Linked DNA regions of Mus musculus: region 1 is linked to region 2. The links are chromatin contacts, called in public Hi-C maps. All regions are on one chromosome and are shown on one strand. Each heading gives the region's core, a stretch centred on a gene start, on an enhancer-like site or on the middle of the called end of the contact. The rest is flanking DNA. Distances are from core to core; before and after follow the strand shown. Region 1 has its middle 160 kb from the start of Gm40538. Region 2 overlaps Nrxn3 (neurexin III).

Evidence for each region. Hi-C and Micro-C count contacts between places; a contact is called where the count stands out from the background.
Region 1: a Hi-C map of cerebellum shows a contact between it and region 2, with 4 times the contacts expected there. The contact joins two enhancer-like sites. A contact is called at or near these places in 2 of 484 Hi-C or Micro-C datasets (both in cerebellum).

The regions. Positions count from the first base shown.
Region 1 is chr12:90,564,631-90,568,245 of GRCm38.p6, forward strand. No RefSeq gene overlaps it. Among named protein-coding and RNA genes, the nearest start is that of Gm40538, 160 kb to the left of the region's middle. Within about 2 kb of position 1,916, at least 5 of the 459 cell types and tissues checked have an H3K27ac peak or open chromatin away from gene starts, as enhancers often do. A contact at or near this core is called in cerebellum, where this site is marked.
Region 2 is chr12:89,701,690-89,705,079 of GRCm38.p6, forward strand. The region is part of intron 14 of Nrxn3 (neurexin III); the gene reads left to right. Among named protein-coding and RNA genes, the nearest start is that of Gm40538, 710 kb to the right of the region's middle. Within about 2 kb of position 1,437, at least 2 of the 459 cell types and tissues checked have an H3K27ac peak or open chromatin away from gene starts, as enhancers often do. A contact at or near this core is called in cerebellum, where this site is marked.

The sequences.
Region 1 (3,615 bases), core at 666-3,165, 860 kb after region 2:
TTTACGACTACTTGTACTCTGCCTTTCCCGTGAACGTCAGCTCGGCCATGGGCTGCAGCCAATCAGGGAGTGATGCATCCTAAGCGAAGGATAACTCCTCCTTAAAGGGGACGGGGTTTCCGCCATTCTCTCTCTCGCTGGCATCTCTCTGGCTCTGCGCCCCTGCGCTCTCTCGCTGCCAAAAGATGTAAACAATAGAGCGCGCTCTGCGCTTTGGCGCGCCGGAGCTCTGGCTCCTAAAGATGTAAATAGAAGGGGCTTTCGCTTTTGGGGCTGGGGGTTTTGCGCTCCTAGCTCCTGAAGATGTAAGCAATAAAGTTTTGCCGCAGAAGATTCTGGTCTGTTGTGTTCTTCCTGGCCGGGCGTGAGAACGCTATTAAGAAAAGAAAATCTGGAAGATGGAGCATAAAGAGGCTTTCCCCTCTCTCGTTTTATTTTTTTTCATTTTGCATACTTCTCACTGCTCCTCCTCCTGGTCACCCCATCCAATAATTCTTCCCCCTCCCCCTGTATTCTGAGAGGGTGGAAGGCCCCTGGGTATCTCCTACGCTGGCTCATCAAGTCTCTGAACTTTACTCTGCAGAGGATGATGATCTTACTGCCTCCTTCTGAGAGGAGCTACCTGCTGGCCACCAATATGCCACTTGCCCGGTGTCCTTCTATTTTGAGCTTCTCTCTGTGTATGAATTGCTGTTTAGCTGTCCAAGCTTCAGCTGCTATCTAACATAACCCAGGACATTTGTTCTTTTTTTTTTTTTTTCTCATGAATCTCTGGTGAATCAAAAGGCTCAGGGTATAGCAGAAGTAAAAAGAAAGATTATCAATCAGTCTTGCAAACTCCATACATTGATGTCAAAATTTTATAGACACATTAACTAAGACCCAGAACAGCAAATATGCCACATAATTTTTCACAGAAAATTATTATGTGCACACAAAAAGGTATAAACTAGGGTGCCCACACAGTGAAAAATCCTAAACTCGTTTTAGTTTTATCTTTGATTGAAATGTGTATGTAATTCAAAATTTAAGTTAAATTATGCACATAGTCTAGGAAAAAATCAGGACCAAGACAGAGAAGTGATGGCCTCACAGAAAGAGAGACAGTGTCAGCACAAGATGGACATCTTCTCTCTTCTTCTGCATTACCTATAGGGATGTACAAGCAACATGAGAAGCTCTTTATTCAACATACCTATGATATAAAAATGACTGTTACCTAAAAGTAGATGGGGGCTGGTTAGGTGGCTCAGCAGGTAAAGGCACTGGTTACTGAGTTTGATGACCTGAGTCCCTTCCCAAGGACCCACATGGTAGAAGGAAATAACCAACTCCTGAAAGTTACTCCTGACCACATGCACATGGATCATGTACCCCAAAATACACATAAACTGGTATGCACACACACACACACACACACACACACACACTGGGCTTTTAAACTGGTTTTCAAGTAGTCATCAATGAGGAAGATTCATCTTCCCTGTGGTTACTCTCAATGCCTATGGAATATGAACACATAGCAGATTCATATCTGAGGCTTCACAAAGAGTCTTTTTACCCCCTCCAACTTTTCTCTAGATCCTACAAAAGACACTATCCTTCTTCCTCTGTTCTCATTTCTTCCTAAAAGTTGTCACCCTGTGCTTTGCCTCAGGTATGTGCCAATGTATTTACATGTTTGTGTGTGTATGTGTATGTGTGTCTATGCATGTGCATGCGCGCGCGCACACACACACACACACACACACACACACACACACACACACACACACACATTCATTTGTAGCTCATCTGCTGGTGTCCAAGAAAAGCTTGAATTTTTTTTTTCTTCTTGCCTCTCAGCTTGGAGCCTTTGTACAAGAAATTCTGACAGTGAACACTGCCTACCACTAGAGAGCAGCCCAGGCCAACGATTTCCTGGGCAAAAAACCCTCTGTCTAACAAGTTATTTTCAAAAGGTTCAGGTTCTCTTAGTCTTCTCATGTCTTTCTCTGGGCAAGACACTCCTAGTTCCCTTCGCAAGGAATACTCTCTGTACCTGTTCTGATGTCATGGGAAGCTGAATACCATGCCAATTCCACTAGAAATGTCATTGTCAAAAACATTCATTGTTGAGGTCTCCCTGCTTTTAAGCATTGACGTGTGTCAATTATGAAAAAAAAAAAAATGGAAGTGGGGAGAAGGTTGTGTTTAAGAAAAGAACCACTTGATTTCATGGGGAAATAGAGCAAGATCTTCACGGATTCTTCCCAAGCTTTTTCTATTGAGAACAAAGGGAGCCAGGCAAAGCCAGGCAAACCTAAGCAGGGTCCTATCCATGCCTTTGGACGTGGCTTATTCCTATGGAAACTGATTTATTTTTCTTACATTTGTGAAGAGAGTAATTGTGTCCCATCCGGACTGATTGTTAAGCTTCAATAGGCCAGTGTCTTCATTCCTTAATTTACTTTAATGAACACAGAAAATAACTATTGCTGATTGTCATGTCATTGTACAGGAAGAACTCTCCTGTCTACTGTGCAGGGAGATGAAGGTGCAGAGAGAGCTTTTGGAAACTGATGTAGGAGAGTCTCCTTCAATCTAGATGCAATTTAAGGTGACAGTTAGTGCTGTCTCTGTCTCTTGCCTCAGGGGTAACCTCAGGCAAATGACTCAAATTTACCCTCAACCTTGGTTTCTTCTCTTTTTTTGCAAGATGCAAGTCCTAACTGTTCTCATCAGACAGGACCTAGGATTAAATGTAACAACATGTGGAAAGTGTTTAATAAAGATTGACTGTCGCTGCTCAAAGAGCCCACCACATTCCAAGATCCCTGCTGACTTCTCCTTGCCTTATTCATCTTGCCGTTTTATTTCCATTTATCCAATTTCAATTTTAATTTTGTTAAATATTCATTATACATGTGTTATGTTCCAGGTATAATAGAATGCAGCACCTCAAGAGGCTAGTGTAGCTTACCAAAGAGAAAAGCTGTCAGAACGAATACAAAGAGAACATGTTTCACATTTCCCTTTAAAGGTAACACACAAGGCAGACTGTGTTTATGGTCAGAATTGTTTTCGGGAATATCTTGGAGATATATATCATATGTGGTTTTAACTCTTTTTATCCAGTATTGTTTGAGGCCTAACTTGATTTTTTTCACAGTCATTTTTAATGTTACATCATGAATACCCTGTGTGAACACCTAGTGATATGGACCACACCCAAGCTGTGATGGAGAATCCTTTACTTGATTTACATAGTTTTCTGAAATGTTCAGATTTCTTGCTGTTGCTACTTGAAGAGTATAGAAAACACAATGGTCCCTCTGCCAAGAAGTTTGCATTGGAGGGGTTCAAATGATTAACCGAGTCATGTGACTTTCATGTTTCGCTGTAATTGGATGTTCAATGTGCATGCGGTTGGAGCACAGAGAGGTAAAATAATTATTTGTAATGGGCATTGATGGGAGGAGCCATAGATGAAAGTGTTGAACTCAAATGATGACTGGGATTTTAATCAACATTGAGTATGTGGAAGAAAAAGAGGTCTACACAGCTGACATGAGAGCATAGTTAAGTACAGTGAGAAAGAAGAAGAAAGATATAAATTAACTCCTGGGCACCTTG
Region 2 (3,390 bases), core at 187-2,686:
AGCATAACTCATCAGCAAACTCAGAAACTATTTTCTTTTTCCTCGGATCCAGCGGAAGTTAGGGACTGCCTAAGCTTAGAACTTTCTTTAGATTTGTGTTAGAACAAGTTTTCTTGCTGTCATCTAGAGACCAGCTCAGTACACATTCTCTGTCCCTTTCCACATAGACTCTAGCCTGCCTGCCATCTTAACATCCTTCTCAGTCTCTTCCCTCCACAGTCTGCCTTAAAGAATTCCCATCATTGCAGAGTCTTTCTTCTCCTATAGCTAAAGCCAAAGCTGATATTTTTGTTTCTGTTTTCCTCCTTTAAATCTCATTTTATCCACTTGGAAAACATAACAGTTACTATTTTGGGAGGACTAGAATTGCTTTCAGTTTGGAGTTTTTTAATTCATTCTAAAATGCATATGCACAGATAGACAGGCAGATAGTTTGAGAGAGAGAGAGAGAGGGAGAGAGAGAGGGGTATTATGGATCAGACCAAGAACTTTATAAGAAAATCATTTCCTGGCATCATCTTGGTTCACAATATGATTTACTTTGGACTGGACAGTAAATTGGAACATAATAACCATATCTGACATCTCCCCAGAGAGACTCAAGTGCCCTAAAATAATACTATATTATTTTTCTGTTATTGTGAAAAAGCACCTTGACCTAAGTTGACCTGCATAAGCATCTATTTTGCTTATGTTTCCAGAGGGAGAGTCCATAATGCAGAGGAAGCATGGCAATGGACAGCTACGGCAGCAAGATCATAATTTCAACCACAGGCAGAAAGCAGAGAGTACCAACTAGAACTGGGGCAAAGCTATAAACTCTCAAAGCCTTCTTTGAGTGATGTGCATCCCGTAACACCTGGGAGGTGTGTCAGCTCCCTAAACAGTGCCATCCACTAGGTAACAATTACTCAAATACACAGGCTTATTGGGGATGTTCCTCACTCAAATCACCACAAATGCATCCCCCTTTTCTACTTCTTTGATGATTAGCCAAAGAGTTCTCACAGAGAACACCGGCAAGCAGATCTACTTTGTATCTCTTGTTCTCATGTGTGGTTAACCATGAGTATGGATTCTCAAGTGTCTCTCCTGGATTAATTTACAAGCTTTCTTACTGAGCCTATATTGCTGTACAATGAGAACTGCTTTCTACATTAGGCTGGGTCAGGTTCAACTTTTGAAAATAGCTAGATAATAAAAATTCGGAGTTTTCGATTATGATACTTACAAGTAACTCTCTCTTTCCCCCCTCTCCTTCCTTTGTACACTCCAATTTGTAGTATAGAAAAATGTGCCTTGTAGGTATGGGGAATGTGGTGATGGAAGACTGTGAGGAGCAGGCTTACAGGAAATGTGACTGCTACCCCCTGCCACTCATTCCTCACATTCAAACCAAAGTCACCACTTTCCACTGCCAGCTTGTGTTCACCTCCCCATCCTCCATGTGAAGTCGCCATCTGACCTGGCTATGGAGGAGATGCCACTTCTCTGCAGGAGATCTACCACAGGAGCTAAAAATAAGGGCTGCTATATTTCTGTAGACACTGCTAACCCAATTAGAGCAAAAAAAAAAAAAATTAAAGGAAATTACAGCCTCATTAACTAGAAGCAGGAAAACTCTAATAAGGCAAACTAAATCAGTTACACAAAAATCAAAATAATTTGAAACCACTTATCACTGAAATGGAAGCAGAAGCTGAATTGCAGTCTTTACACGAACCAGTAAATCATAGAAGTCCAAGATTTCCATACAACAAGAGGTAACTCAAGCCATCCTTCATGGAAATCCAAAATTAACTGGAAAGAGATTTCTAGAAATTGCCACCTTTATATATATATCCTTCTTAATGGCATTTGTTTAAAATGTGATCGGGCTCTAGAACCATTTTAAGTCTTTGACATTGACAAAAGGTATGTATTTCTTGAAATATTTTATCAGAGAGATGTGATTGATTGATTGGTGTCAGAATTTGATTTATCCTCAATTGCAGGGGCCAGGCTATTAAGTGTGTATCACTCAGCGGTAACCACCTTGCATCTCATTATCTTATAATTTGCATTATTAAAATTCCCTTCTCTGAAGAGATCCATATTCCTTTTAGATTTATCTTATTTTTAGTTGGTAAATAATTTTGTGTATATGTGGGATATGATGTCATCTCTGAATATGTGTATACATTGGAGAATTATCAGGTCATGGCTACAAAGCTGCTGTTAGAGATTCAAAATAATTTTTTTTTTGCTTTTTTTGGTTTGCACATTTGTTTGTTTGATTTGTTTCATTTCATCGCCAAGTAGAAGCAAAATGTACTTCTTTGAAGAAATTTGTCTTGGAATAACTTAGAGGAGTTTTTACCTGTCTGTAACAGACTATAACACACACACACACACACACACACACACACACATACACACACACACACATTCAAATATGGATTCAGAAACAATATTTTGTGTTGTAGTGAATACGTAGGAAACTGCACACACAGAGTACAAGATGGTTTCATAAGTCAGGTAGATATGAAAGACACTGAAATGCCCCTGTGGGGTTGCAGTTTGCTTTGGACCATGACAAAGTCATTTCTCACCACTTCTGTTATCTTACTCATAAAATACAAGAGTTCACACATTTAGACCCATGTGACAAGAATTCTGCACTGATTTGGGGAAGATGGCCAGTGAGGTAGAGACTACTTTCCCAAGGCATATTTCCAATTTGCCAGACAAAGTAACCTTTTTAAAATCATCTGACTCACACATTGCTTAACAACTGGCTTATATCACCTGGATTTTACTGTGTGTTGCTAAAGCTATCTAACCATAACCGGTTTCAAATTTTTCCTCACTTCTTGTAAAACATGATTTTTTAGTACAAGTTAGGGTTTCAAACACTTCCATATAACAGTTTTATTAATGCAAATATACATGCATGCATTTAAGAAAGAGTCTTTATCAAACAGAAGACTTAAAATTAAATGAACGATCATTCGCTGTTACTTAAACAAGAGAAAGAATTTCCATACAGCCAGGAAACATTCATGTCACTTGTATGCAGACCTGGTTGAGCCACTGTGCTAATGCTTAGAATAATGTCACCGAGATTCCTGATCTGTCTGTCCTTCCTGGTTACCAGTCACTTTTGTTGAAATGTCAATGTGAAGAAACCAATGCTGGATCAGCTAATCACTGATTTGGGAGTTGTGAGAATTTCTGGAAACACTTAGACTTGAAAATCTCTGGTCATTTTCCTTTGGCCAGCTTGACATTCTCCAGGGTGCTATAATGAACTATTCATTGGAGTTTCCCATCTCCAGGCTTCCCAATGTGTCTTTCAGTTTATCTCAAGCATGCTAAAAATCAAGACACGGGAAAATTTAAAAACCAATG